Linked DNA regions of Mus musculus: region 1 is linked to region 2. Evidence: chromatin contacts called from public promoter capture Hi-C data. All regions are on one chromosome and are shown on one strand. The core of a region is the stretch at or near the end of the contact, and the rest is flanking DNA. Distances in the headings are between cores, read along the strand shown.

The links. Promoter capture Hi-C pulls out the DNA fragments that hold promoters and counts their contacts.
Region 1: a promoter capture Hi-C map of liver shows a contact between it and region 2, with 5 times the contacts expected there. The contact joins the promoter of Otulin here to the promoter of Myo10 in region 2. A contact is called at or near these places in 4 of 39 promoter capture datasets (3T3-L1-derived adipocytes, liver and pre-B cells) and 1 of 115 datasets of contacts at active chromatin or transcription factors (thymic regulatory T cells).

What each region holds. Positions count from the first base shown.
Region 1 is chr15:27,629,042-27,635,806 of GRCm38.p6, reverse strand. Otulin (OTU deubiquitinase with linear linkage specificity) reads left to right here and starts at 5,114. Exons shown (of 7, transcript NM_001013792.2): 1 at 5,114-5,349. The coding sequence starts at 5,198.
Region 2 is chr15:25,619,879-25,627,479 of GRCm38.p6, reverse strand. Myo10 (myosin X) reads right to left here and starts at 4,930. Exons shown (of 41, transcript NM_019472.2): 1 at 4,450-4,930. The coding sequence starts at 4,470.

The sequences.
Region 1 (6,765 bases), core at 3,865-6,364, 2.0 Mb before region 2:
GGTGGCTCAGTGGTTAATAAAAGTGTCTGGAGACCTGAGTTTGGTTCTCTCGGATCCACATAAAGGTTCAGACAGTGGACTCCATTAAATTCTCAGTTAGTTCCATATGCATGTGTGTCCCTGTACATAATACTACCATATAAATATATACACCATAAATAAAAGTTTAAAAAGTACAATAGAAGCCGAAGCCGGGCATGGTGGGCGCACGCCTTTAATCCCAGCACTCCGGAGGCAGAGGCAGGCAGATTTCTGAGTTTGAGGCCAGCCTGGTCTACACGTCAGCCAGGGCTACACAGAGAAACCCTGTCTCGAAAAAACCAAAAAACCAAACCAAACCAACCAACCAACCAACCAAACAAAAAAACCAAGATGAAAAGTACAATAGATTTTAAAGAACAGTTTTTTTTTTTTATAAGAAATATGTATTTATGTATTTCCTGGAGTTCTCATATGCTTCCCATCCAGTTTGCTCTAATGCTAAAATGTTCATGCTTGAATGTCATGTTCGCTATCACTAATGACTGGATATTAATACATAAAGTTCATGGTTTATTCAGACGTTCCTGGATAACTGAAAAGTCTCTCTGTGTTATAGGGATATCATTGCATATCTAGTTGCCGTGCCCTTAGACTACCTTTGGCTATGACAGTCTCAATTCTTTTCCTTTTGGTGATCTTGACAGTTTTGAAGGATTCTGTCAGCTTTTTAAGATTTATTCATTTTATCAGTATGTGCATGAGTGCTTGCCTACATGTATGTATGTATGTGCACCATGTGTGGGCAGTGCCTGAGAAGCCAGAGAGGGCTTTGGACTCCTTGGAACTAGAGTTATTGGTTGTTGGAAGCCGCCATGTGGGTGCTGGGAAGCAAACACAGGGATTTTGCAAGAGCAGCAAGCGCTCTTCGCTGCTGAGCCCTCTCTCTCTTCTCTCTCTCCAGTAGGGTCAGATATTTTATGAGACGTCCTTCTTGTAACTGTTGTCTGAATCAACACCCATTATTTTGGGACTATGGGTTTGGGGAAGAAAACCACAGACATGGAGTCTGATCATTTCAACACTATTTACTGGCAATGTGAGTGGTATCTATGTCCGACTGTTCAATGCTGGCCAACATTCAGCACTGAACTAAGACCAGAGTACTTTCCCACAGAGAATGCAGGGGCTTTATTCCAAAGGCCGAGTCTGTATTGTGATTCACTTCTATGTGCCTGCCAAAGACCAAACAGAATCTAAATCTGCCTGTACCATGTCAGGCACAACTGGATTTGCTAGATCATATGACTCAGGTGGCACAGGGACTTGCTTACTAGCCTGGACCTGCTGAAGAGTCCTCTCTTCTCCCACTGGGCACAAAGCCTGCCCTACTTTCTGTAGGAAGGACCAGATGTAACTACTTCTCTTTCATCTTAGACGTTACATCCTGACATCCACATTTGGGCTCCCTTCCCCCTAAAACTTCACTGAATTTGGGAGATACTACTCCATACCTATGACATTGAAGCATTACCAATAGATCCAGAGTGGCTGCTACCAGCAAGGGCAGGGGAAGGAATCTGGTCAGGCAGTATAGGGAGGGGTCCTGGAAAAGGACAACTCAGTTTCCTGACCTTGGTAAGCAGTTCACTTTTGGTCTGAAGCTGGCACTGTTAACAGGAGTTCTGTCCTGGCTGGAGGCCAGACATGCCCCAAACCATTCATGTGTCTTGGCTCACGTTCTGGTTTCTTAATCCTTTTTTTCTCCTTGTATATAATATGGTAGTTCACTTTGTCAAGTCGATATGATCTAGTATCACCTGGTAAGAGAGTCTCAGTGGGGAGCTGTCTAGATCAGGCTGGTCTATAAGGAAGTACGGGAAAATAGTCTTAATTATGCTAAGTTGTGGGGAAAGAGAACCCTAAATGTGGGCAACACCACTGCTTAACTTTGGAATCTGGATTATATGAATCATGATATAGTAACCTGAGCACAGGTAAGTCCACATTTGGGTATTTTTTTTTTGTTTTGTTTTGTTTTGTTTTGTTTTGTTTTTTGAGACAGGGTTTCTTTGTATAGCTCTGGCTGTCCTGGAACTCACTCTGTAGACCAGGCTGGCCTCGAACTCAGAAGTCCACCTGCCTCTGCCTCCCAAGATAAGTCCACATTTATTCTTTCTCTACTCTTAACTGTGGAAGAGACTACGTGCTTCAGGTTCCTGCTGCCTAGACCACCCTGCAATGATGGGCTGTAACCCAAGAATTTTGGTCCAAAATAAGCCTCTCCCTCCAAGTTTGTTTCTTTTCTTTCCCTGCCCCTCCCCCACCCCCACCCCACCCCCCAACAATGGTGAATACAACTAAGAGGCATAACCACCCAAGGAGTAAGATCCTGGGAGGGAGACTATTTGTCCTGAAGGTGTGTCCAAAGCTCCAGGCCACCCACCAGATGGAGAAGCACACAAACAAGCCATGGGTAGGCCAACTGCCCTGATCAGCTGACCTTCTCATGCTTCACCCTAGTAAAGCCTTACTAAGAAAGGCCTTGGTCACAACCTTTCTTAGGATTCTCCTGCTACACACACACACACACACACACACACACACACACACACACACACCCCTCACTCCTTTCTAATCTCCACCCTTAAATTCATTCTTCGAGTTTTCTGGAAACTCCTTGACTTGGGTGCCTGTTGGTTTTCTAGGATTTTAGCCCCCTGAAGTTATGGAGTGCTGAATTTAAAGACATCCTTCACTTTCTTCCCATTTCACTCCTTCCTGCCTATTATCACCAAATGTGATGGATACATATGAGATTCTGTGGGTGTGAAATGTGAATGTGGAAACTGCTAAGGGCTAAATTACAACTCAGAGCCCAAGAGCTAACGTAGTTCCATCTGGGCAATAAAGCTTATTTCTGAATTCTTATTTTGAATTCAGGCTCTTTACCTGTTAGACTCGTTGCAAACATATTTAGTGTGGTAAAATTTTAGATATCTTCATCTTGAGCCTTGTATTAATTTCCTCAGACTATTGTAACAAAAAACAACAAATCAGAGGGCAAACAACAGAAAGTTAAAGTTTTGGAAGCTGAAAGTGTGCTGTGAGATTGCTGGCAGGGTTAAGCTTTAGCCAAAGAGTCTTTGGATAGCCTTTGTTTGCTTTATCTTAGCTTCTGGTAAGTTCCATCATTCCTTAGGTTTTAGCTGCGTTCCTTCAATCTCTGTCTTCTTCCCCACATGGCTTTATTCCCTCTGCTGTTTATCTGTCTGTGTGGTCAGTCTCTCCTCTCAAAACACCAATCAATAGCTTTACAGGACACCCCAATCCAACATGACATCACCTTACTAATCTCATAGACAGAGATTCTTCCCCCATCCCCCGGCCCCCCGAAGTCAGATTGGGATGTTCCAGATGGACGTGAACTGGGTGATGACCTACTACAATCCTTCCTCCTTAAGTTCCTCAACCAGTTTGCTTACCATTTTATGCTTTGAATTTTCAGCAGGTGTGTTTCTTACTTTTTAAAGAAAAAAAAAAAAAAGGAAAAGAACACCTCAGAGTTATTTGTCTCAAGACAAACGTTCTTTCTTTCTTTCTTTCTTTCTTTCTTTCTTTCTTTCTTTCTCTTGTTTTTGTTTTTGTTTTGTTTTGTTTTGTTTTGTTTTTTTGAGGCAGGGTTTCTCTGTGTAGCCCTGGCTGTCCTGAAACTCACTTTGTAGACCATGCTGGCCTCGAACTCAGAAATTCGCCTGCCTCTGCCTCCCAAGTGGTGGGATTAAAGGCGTGCACCATCTCACCCAGCACAAATGTTCTTTCTATAGTTTATCCTCTTATGTTCCCACCTCCCCGAGTTTATCTTTACAGGTTCTTTACAAAGAACATAGCCCTCCCCTGAAAGAAAGTAAGATAGTTTAGTCTGGAGCCAAGGAAATATGAGGCACAATGGTCCAGGAACACAGATTTGACTTATTCCAAATAGTCTCCATATGCTCCAGCCTAATGGCTTCCTTGCTTTTTTGTTTGTTTGTTTGTTTTTTTAAATAGTAACAGAACAAATCAAACATTAAGTCAAAGGTCTTTCTAAAACGCATCAGGTAGATGGTAGAAATGTTTGTTAAATGTTTGTTATGTGATCTGATGTTATTCTGGCCGTAAGTCTGTAGATCCCAATGATTTACCTAAAAGCTATAATGAGGTTGGCAATAAATGGCTATTAAGGAGAACTGAAGATCGCCCAAGACTGTGCAGCTTACTCCTAATCGGTAATATTCTAGCTCTCCATAATCAAGGACGTTTTAATCACCCAATCAGCCTTGGGGATGTTTAACACTAGTGTGCTCCCCTCACCTCTGAACATCAGTTTAGTCCTATGCTTTAATATTTAACTGCAGGCAAAAATGATCTTTCATAAATGGCCTTATAGAGAGAACACGGAAAAGACGAAGCTCAAGCTTATCAATCTAAACTTGGCTTTTTATGATCTGACTTCCAATCTTACTTTTCGGTTCTGCCCCTGAACCTATCTGCAGGCTTCCGAAATGTCCCTGCCTCGCTATTGCTCCATACTCGGGTTCTGCCTCAAGGCTGGAGCCATGCCTACTAACTCACCCACTCTCCCCGGCTTCTGCGCCTCCACGGTCATACCTTGGAAATCTGTTAATGTCAGCCCTTTACTCTTACTCTTAAATCGATCACATGAAGCAATCTAATTCAAGATGGCACAGAATGTTGTGCTTGCTCAACTACGACCCCACAGCCGAGGTCAAGGCCACGTGGGCTCCAGAGGCCGCGCTGGCACTGAGGAACGGTGCCAGCAGAACTTTTAGGGGACCAAGGATGAAGTTCTGTACCGAGGTAAGTACTACCCGGCATCCTAACTCTCTCAACTCCACACCGCCCAGCCGCGTGTCCTGCCCAGCCTCCAACATCCCCCAACACCACCTACTGAGCCCGGACATGCGCAGTGGGCACACGGCGCGGGCCGCTCCAGGCTCCGCGGCTCAAATCCGCTCTGCGCAGGCGTCCTCCCTCCATTCCCAGCCCCGCCCGTTCCAGGTCCCCTAGCCTCTCGCCACGCCCCCTTGCTGCAGGTCAAAGGTCGCGGGGCGGGCCACAGTGACGCTTACGGAAGCGCTCTGCGGACCTCGCGGGGTGCGGGGCAGCGCAGCCACGGCTCCGGACGGCGGGACGGCAGGGCCCGGCGTGGCCGCGGATGAGTCGGGGAACCATGCCCCAGCCCGGAGCGTGGCCCGGTGCAAGCTGCGCCGAGACGCCGGCGCGCGAGGCCGGGGCCGCGGCGCGGGACGGCGGGAAGGTGACGGCCGGCGCGCAGCCCCGGGCCGCGACGCGATGCCCGGCCGAGCAGTGAGTGAGCGGGGCGGGCGTGGGAGCGGGCGCGGGCGCGGGGCTGCGTGGGTTCCCTCGGTTTCAGGTCGGCTACCCAGACCGAGCAGTAGAGAGTCGGGAGTGTGGACCCTGTCACAGCTCGGTCACCCAGGCCGCCACACTCCCGCTTTGACAACTGTCCAATCCTGAAGTTAGGGAAAGCGCTAGGAATTTGGGAAAGAAATCCAGAGAGGCCCCTTTAATGATCCACTGACTCCCTGTAGCTCTTTTCCCCTAACCTAGCTCGGAGGAAGTGAGTTCGCCCCAGTAACAGCCACAGAATTGTCCTGCGATGTCACCACTTGAAGAGTTTCCCACCTGTTGGACAGACTTTGGCCACAGGCTGGCCCTCTCCGTTTTACCCCGTCAGACCCTGGCTAGGTATTCCTACCACTCTTTGCTTTTACACACACACACACACACACACACACACACAGGCACACAGTTTTAGAGCAGTTCCTTATTGACTGTGAAGAAAAACAGTAAGTTAGAAGCGATTTCACTGTGCAGGGTTTGGAGGTGTCTACTGAGTTCGTGGCACAGTTCTAGATGTCTTTGGACTTAGAAAATCAAAAGCTCCGACAGTCAGTTTTCTTATGATCCAAAAGTTAAAGCATAAGGTGTGTCTAGATGGACCTTTAGAGCTCTTTCAATTTCCTAAGAAGGGGTCTTTTGAAGCCTTGTTAAGGAAGACGGGATATAATAGCAGCTCAGTTGTGAGGTGCTTTGCGGTGGGCTTTGACCGCTTTCGTTTATTGAGCGCCCGAGTGTGATGGTAATTATTCCTGTAATGAGCTAGTGGTAACAGGAAAGGTATAGAGTGGGAAGCCTTAACCTTCTCTAAGAGCTAGGCTGCCAATTAGCGTTAGTGACATTGTCTGTTAGCTTTGGGACTTGGGGAGCTTTTAGCTCTTTATTTGGGTCAGCATTATCTAAGCTTCAGCCATAGTTGCTGTAGTCAATGAATCTAGATAGCCTGGTTTTTTTAAATGAAATGTCCTGATTCTTAAGTAGGGACACTTATTTTTCTTTCTATTGAGCTCCTTTATATTACAGGGCCATGTTTGAGTTGGTCTAGTCTGTGGTTGCCAGGTTGAAACTGTCTAGGTTAGAGATGTCTCTTTCCTCTGCTCTTCCTCTGCTTCCTGACGGCTCTGCCTTTCAGCCTGCTTTCCTAGTCCATTCCTTTCCTGGATGCCCAGCCTTTTAAGCCCTGCACCTCAGTCTTACCCTAGCAGTTTCACATGCCTTGAAAGATACCTGAGCCTTTGAGGCCAGAACCACATTCTCCAACGTACACACAGTTGTTTGGAAGGTTTTCTGGTGTGGTGGTTCTCACGAACACCTTGGGGAACGGACCTCAAAGGGAAGGAGTCTTCACACTGCTGTTAGTCT
Region 2 (7,601 bases), core at 3,681-6,180:
AACAGGGAAGTATCAGGCAATCAGAACCCAAACTTTTGAAACACATCAACCCTACTAATCCCAAGAGCAGATGAGCAAGTTCAAGGTTTGAGTGCGCAAAAGTGAAGCCACTTAATGAGGTTACGGCTAGAAAGGCGGAATGCAGCCCTGTCTCTCCCCGACTCTGGTTAAACACTGCAGGCCTGGCCCAGGCTGGTTTCTGCCTGGTTTTGAGATGTACAGCTAGCACATCAGGCCACGTGCTGTGGGAGAGGCAGGCTTTCTCAGCCTCGCCTAACCAAGAGCTCAGTGCTCTGCACTAGAACAACTGTCTGCCTGCAGCTGTTCCTCCAGCTTTGCTGTCCTGGACATGGGGTGGGGGAAACTGGACAAGGGGAATTCTTGAGGACTATTCGGACCAGGCCAGAGACTGTAACCTCATTGTGAAACAAGGCAGAGAGGACCCAGCTAATGTCCTCAAGATTTGGTGGGACACAGGTCCTTAGCACTCCTTCACATATTAGGAGCAGATGAGATGTGGAAGAGATGACAGAAAATACCAATGTCTCCATTTTCTTCTAACAAGAAATTTCACTATCTCTCTCCCATGCACAAAGAATACACTAGCCAGAGAGGAGGGAAAAGAGAGACTGAGGGGTCTATATCCCAGCTTAAAATGCTCTCTCAATAACTCAAAGTAACAATCAACGCATGGTGCCTTCCCAAGCTAAGCAGGAGTGTGTGTGTGTGTGTGTGTGTGTGGTGTGTGTTATATGTTTGTGTGTATGGTGTGTCTTTCTGTGTTTGTATATGTGTGGTGTATGTGTTTGTGTGTGTTATGTATGTCTGTGTTTGTATCTGTGTGGTGTGTTTGTGTGTGGTATGTGTTTGTGAGTGTGTGATGTGTATGTGTTTGTATATGTGCGTGTGGTGTGTATGTGGTGTATATGTGTTTGTATATCTATGTACAGTGTGTATGTATGTTTGTGTGTCTCTGTGTAGTGTGTCTGTGTGTGTTTGCGCGTGTGGTTTTGAGTCTTTAACTCCAGACCTTTACCACTAACTTACACCTGCAGCCCTCCTCGGAACATCATTAGGGCTACATTGTAAGCCAGACTGAACCAGACTCTGAGAAAGAGGCTTATCTACCATATGTTCACTAACAAGCTGCCTCCTGAAACATTACGATCCGCTTTCTACACTTACATTTATGTATATGCAACCTCCATAGATTTAGTATGGACATGAACGTGTCCATTTATGTGGTTGTTAATCCCTGAAAGGTCTGCTACTCAGAGAGCCATTATGCCACACCTCTGCCTAAAATAAAAAGCAGAGCTGAGCTCTTTGGAAATGCTTGGCGCCCCACTGTATTCCAGACACAACCACAGGCCCTTGGCTCTGGGGATGGGAACACAGAGCCCACTTAAAACCTCAACGATTTTGCACAACAGTCTTGTCATTTCTGCAGCGGAACCTTTGCTATTCTCTCTCTCTCTCTCTCTCTCTCTCCCTCCCTCCCTCTCTCTCTCTCTCTCTCTCACTCTGTGTGTGTGTGTGTGTGTGTGTGTGTGTTTTATTGTACATAATTGCTTCTGGTTACAGACATACCTAAACCTAGTTTCTGCCTGAAGTCAACTCTTTAATAACAATGTCACAAGAAATGCAGAAAACACAAGCTTTCCTACGCATGAGCACACACAATTAACTCAAGAGAAGTCATAAAAACTTAATGAAGGCCATGAAGAAACTGAAACCTGACTGGGGAGTTTGGCACACTCCCTTTCGCCAATCCTGGAGCGAATTTTAAAGGCAGCAGTGTCAGCTGATTGGCACAAGCCCTGCAAGCTTCCCTGGCCACTGGCCCCTAACAGGATGTCTGATCCCAGTTAAACCAGGCAAGTGCAGACAAGAAGCGCACACACAGGAATTAGGACCATGAGGCAACTGCTTCTCTCAGGGCAGCTCAGCTGGGAGTTGTTTTGTGGCTGTAGTGACTTCAGTAACATCTGCACACATTCTGGGTGTTGAAAGTTGAGGGGAAGGGTACATGTCTTGAGTGAGTGAAGGTCAGAGATGTTGCTCTCTGTGCTATGGGCGTAGACAGCCCCTCCAGCAAAGAGGTACCTGGCCCCCAATGACAAAGGTGGTCTACGCAGCAGCCACACAGAATCACAAGTGTCTCCTACTTCCTTGTTATCTGACTCACACATGTAAGGCCTCACTCGGTTAATTTCTTTTTTAGTTGTTAGCATGAGTTTCAAATTGTTGGCTAACAAGCAACAGGTCGTTATCTCTAAATCACAGAGAAAAGTTAACAAAGAGCAGAACACTGCTTAGTGTTAAGGAAGGCCTAGAAGCTAGCTTGCTCCTGGATACCAATCAGTCCCTAGAAGCTAGTTGCCCTTGGACACCATGTGATTCCAGCGCTTTCCAGTCTAACTGGATAAACCTTCTCAGGACAACTGACGGTGTTCTCAGACATTAAGGTAAAAGGCTCTATGTCAGGTGTGTGTCTCCCATCACTACATCACTGTTTAGCTTTTTCACCTGCCCCGCCGCTACGTGGAGGGCAGAATGCTGACAGCTGACTAGAAATCACTATGATAACATAAACACTAGAAATCATGATGTTAACATAAACATGCCAGCAAATTAAAAGCAATATATATATATATGTGTGTGTGTGTGTATGTGTATATATGTGTATGTATGTATATGTATATGTATATGTATATGTATATGTATATCCCAGAAATACCAGCCACCGGCATCAAAGGGGAAAGGCTAGGCCTCCAGTAACACATTCTTCAACCTTGGGCTGGTAACTTACTAATCTTTGGGTTAAGATTCTTCACTAGAAAGAGGAAAAATGAAAATAGGCAACCAGTAAAGACAACTTCACTGTTATTCCAATCACGGAGATCTCCTCACAGAGAAACACAGGTGAAAAGGAGTTTTTGGAATTACTGAATAGTCCCATAACTTAGAGGGGTTAGTGCTAGGGTTAAGTTTCCGCCACTAACACTAGGGGGCAGAGTTCTACCCAAGGGGAGACTTTGGTCTTCAGGCTTAGGGAGACTGGTGGCCCTTCAACAACCACACACAAGTTTTCTAAAAGATCACCAAGTCAAGAACTATTTTCCCTAGAGACAAAACCTCATTCTTCTTATAGATAAAAGCAACTAAAAACCCAGCCTAGCGGTAATTTACTGTTGTAGACCAACTCAAAAGTCCTGCTGCCTTCATACAGGTAGGAAACAAACACCCACGAATTTAAAAAGCCATTAAGGAGTCTCTAGTTTCTATATATTTCTGAGGTCTCTATTTTCTATATATTTCCCTTCTTTTAAGTAATGGATGGTTAATGTCTTTCCAGGATGCCTTTCAGGGTGACAGAGACAAACACTTTGGTAAAAGTCAATTCGAACATTATACAATACATCACTGTGGCCATTATAAGTAGCTGTCTGAGAGTACAGTAAGTGAACGTCAGACCTTGAAACACTATAGCCAATTAACTCTGACAAAGCAAGCTAGCCAAAGCACAGGCAAATTCTCACCACTCTGATTTGCTGGAAGATTCCAAGACTGTCCTGGATTCACAAAAACCTCACCCTGACTTTTCAGCAAAAAATCTCATCAGCCTCTCTCAAAGTCAGCTAAGTTTACTCTGAGCCACTTCAAACCTCAAAACTTAAACAGAATTTATTAAATAAACACAACCAAGAAAGGAATCGGGGCCAAGAAACCAGAGCGGCTCTCCATCCCTGGGGGAAAAGGGAACTTTCAAGTCCCGTCTCAAGTAACTGTGGTGTCCCGCCCTCAAAGACCCTAAAGCGGGCATCGGTTTCATCTTCTAAAATAACCATTGTTTGCCCTAAACAAATTTTATTTAAACTCGAATTCAAGATCTGCCAAAAAAAATGGCATTAAAAACAAGATCATTCGGTCTCGTACTCTGGAATTATCTGCAAACCCGACCTGAGCAGTACTAGTAAAGTAAGGACCCCAGACTTGAAAGCCCAATGAGGCAGGGCAAGCAGTGACCGAGGACCCAGCCGGCCGGCTCACACTTCGTTAGCCGGCTCCTCTGGAAGCCACAGGAAGCCCGCACGTTCAGCAAAGGAAGTCCCAGACCTTTCTTGGAGCAAGGCACCTCCCGGCTGCGCCTTTTACCGCGTTTCCTGCACCCGAGCCGTCCGGTCCGCAGCTCTCCCCCACCCGGCGCCCGGGGACTCACCTGGCGCGGAGTGTCAGCTAGCCACCCACGCCCGGGGACATGCGAGCGCAGGACAAACTCAAACCTGCCTAGGCTTACTCATCCGAGACTCGGGGCCGGCGGAGGGAGTGGGGTTTCAGGAGATTCCCACAAAGTTTCCCCTCCTGGGGACGCGCAGGCGCTGGGGCGCGCTCGGTGTGCCGGTCCGGGTCCCGGTCTCAGCCAGGTCCTCCCCGCCACTCACTCACCTCGGGAAAGAAGCTGTCCATTGTTCCGGCGCCCGCACCTTCCCGGCACGGCTCCAGTCGCGGAAGTCAGCGCAGCGGCAGGTCCCGGGAAGCCACGCGTGTCACGGTGCGCCTCGGGGCGACTCCAGCCCGCGGAGCCGCCGCTCTGCCATCCCCCGGTCGCTGCTGCTCCTCCGCACCTTTTGTCCGCGTCTCGGACCTCCTCTGTCCCAACCACAGCCTTTGTCTCTCCTTCCTCCAAGTTCCTCACTTCTGGGCGAAGTGCTCCCGGGAGGAGAACAGCTGGTGGCACATTCTTCCCGAGCTGGGGGAGGGCCGGCAAGGGGCTGGCGACGCGCCTGCCTCCCTTGGAGCTCCGCCGGGGGCGCTCGGTCCCAGCGGGGGTGGGGTGGACGACTTCGGATCACCAGCAAACCAACAACGGTGAGCTCTCCCGCCCCAGGCGCGGCCGGCTCTCACCAGCTCTCCGGTCTCGCTTACCCTTGTGCTCGGTCCGCCCCGCCCTCAATCCCAGCCCCCAATATATAACCACGCCTCCACGAGTAAAGCCACGCCTCCTACGGACCTGGCCCCGCCCCCAGAAACTCCTCCAACCTGCGGAGACTGAGCGTCTGCTCTCAAATATACCCAAACCCCGCCTACTCGACTCCTGGTCACGCCCATTATAGCCCCGCCCACAGCCTGCTCGGGCTTCCTACATGCCGCGCCCTCTCCCAGCTACCACCCAAACCACGCCCACCGGATGCGCGGCCCCGCCCCTCGGAGCCCTGCCCTGTGCTTTCCCTGAGAGCGGCGGGTGCGCGGAGTCCCAGCTACCGCCTAGATCCACTCTGAATCCATAGAGCAGTGTGCTTCTCCTGGGTCTTCTTGCCACCGGCCTAGGCGCTATTAGATGACTTGACTCTTCCCTCTGATCGTAGATACTAGAAAGTTACCCGGGACTGAAGAGGAGGGGCCCCACGGCGGTGAATGTTAGACACCCCAAGAACCTGCTCCACGTGGATCTCATCATTGCGACTCTATCGTGCGATCCCAGGACAGGAAGCGGAAAACAGGAATCTGAACTTTTGAAAGCTGCTTTTCCTTGTTGAGTTTCTCTGCTCCAAGTGGGTTTTTTGATAGCCACAGGGAAATGTTTTGTATACTGGAAGGGGACGTGTCCTATAGCACTTGTAACTGTAACCTCTTTTTCTGGACGTAAAGGAAGTAGAGCAGATGCGAGAGAGATGGGTAATTGCTCTCGGTTCACCAGGAGTCAGTCCTGATTCTCACCGAGACAACTCCAGCTTTATTGTGGCCAGGAATCTGGGGATCCTGTAACACGGACTGGGATTCCTAAGTCTGCTTTCCTAACAGGAGTCCAGAGGGCCCTCCAAAGCTGGTGCTTGGCCCACTGCAGAAAGAACTCCCAACAGCTCAGAAGGAGTTTCCTTCTGTAGCAGTTTAGCAAGATCAGGTCACCCAAGTACTGGATCTATGAACCCTTTGAACCAACCGGCTGGGTGTTGTCAGACTCACTCCGGAACCACACAGCTGGTCCAGCAGCAGGTTGTTAACTGGCAAGCTGGGAACAACAATGAACTGACTTGAGAAGTTCTACTTAAAGGATTTGTTAACTGCCAGCCGCTTGAGAAAGATACTTTCCAGGGCAGTCTTTCTGGAAACAGACACAGCCTTCACTATCCCAAGCTGCACCCTGCCTGGTTAGGTACCCGCTTCTTAGGTTTTTTTTTTTTTTTTTTTTTTTTTCCAGATGTTGGAAGATCAATCACATATTTGGCTTTTTCTTGATGTCCTATCCACCTGCAGTTGGGAGAGTCGAAGCTTGTGCTCAGACTGAATGAAATGGCTGAACATGTGAACCATCTTGTCATCTTTATTTGGGAATTTAAGCATTATTGAACTCCAAAGCATTACATTAGTGTTGGTGACCTTACTCCCATCTCCCCACTTTGAGGGAAGATTCAAGGTATAAACCAGTTAATGATACATGTGCTATGCCACGTGGCTGGTTTTTTCCACGGGTTTACACGAGGCTGAAGGAAGGTTAAGATGGAGCCAGAACAGATATCAAAAATGCTCAACACAACCAAAGTGCTTAGTCAAATGAGCTTTGCCACCAGCTGTGTTCAGGTAGGGCAGCTGAACAATTATGCCATTATCCCATTAATCTACACACATCTCTGCAAGAAAAATGATTTAAAGAGCTGGTTAGAGTATGTGGGTGTGAATTGGTTCCCAGCATCGGTCCTGTTCCAGACTCGTTGGGCAACCTTGGCCCCTGGCCTCTCAGAAGTCAACATCCGAGCCAATCCTAGCTCATCAGCTAAAACAGATGTGCTACGTTAACACAACACTTGGTAATAGAGAAGCCTGGAACTACCTAACTGTGTGGCCACTCTGGGCTTTCCCTTCTTTTTCTGCAGATTTAAAACTTTAAAAAAGAAACAAAACAAAACCTAAAGTCTGTTCATTTTTCCTTAGAGACAGGATCTGGAGTATCCCAGGATATTCTAGAATTCTCTGTGTAGCTTAAGGTGACTCTGAGCTTCTGATGTTCCCTGCCTCTAGGGCACTTTGGCATCCCCGAGAATAGAACCCAGAGCTTTGTGTATTCTAGGCAAGCACTTTACCAACTGAGCTAGCCCCAGCTGGTTGTTGAGCCTAAGTAGCTCAGGTCTGTCTCATACCTGAGGTCCTTCTGTCTCAGCTTTCTGAGCACTGGCATAGGCCTGAGCCCACACAGTAGGTTTGGGTTTTTTTGTTTTTAAAGTGCTGTTGTGTTTGTTTTTATAATTTAAAGGAATGATAAATAAATACACGTTAAAACAACATAGTTTATGAAAAACAACTATATGGTCCAAAATGCAAATTATAGTTAATAAAATGATATTGCTTGTGTATTTTTTTTGCTTAATAGAAAATATTGAGTTATTGTAGTTACTTCTGCATTTATTCTGATTCAACATGTTTTTGGTTGAACAATAATAATGTTCAAGAATATACTAATATTCTTTCATATAATTATGAATGTTCTTTATATGACATCAAAACAATAGAGGAGCATTCAAAGGGTTCATTTATGATAAGAAATCTGTAGCCATATGCATGCATAGATTTTAGTTGTTTTTTGGGGGGAGGCAAGGGGTTTG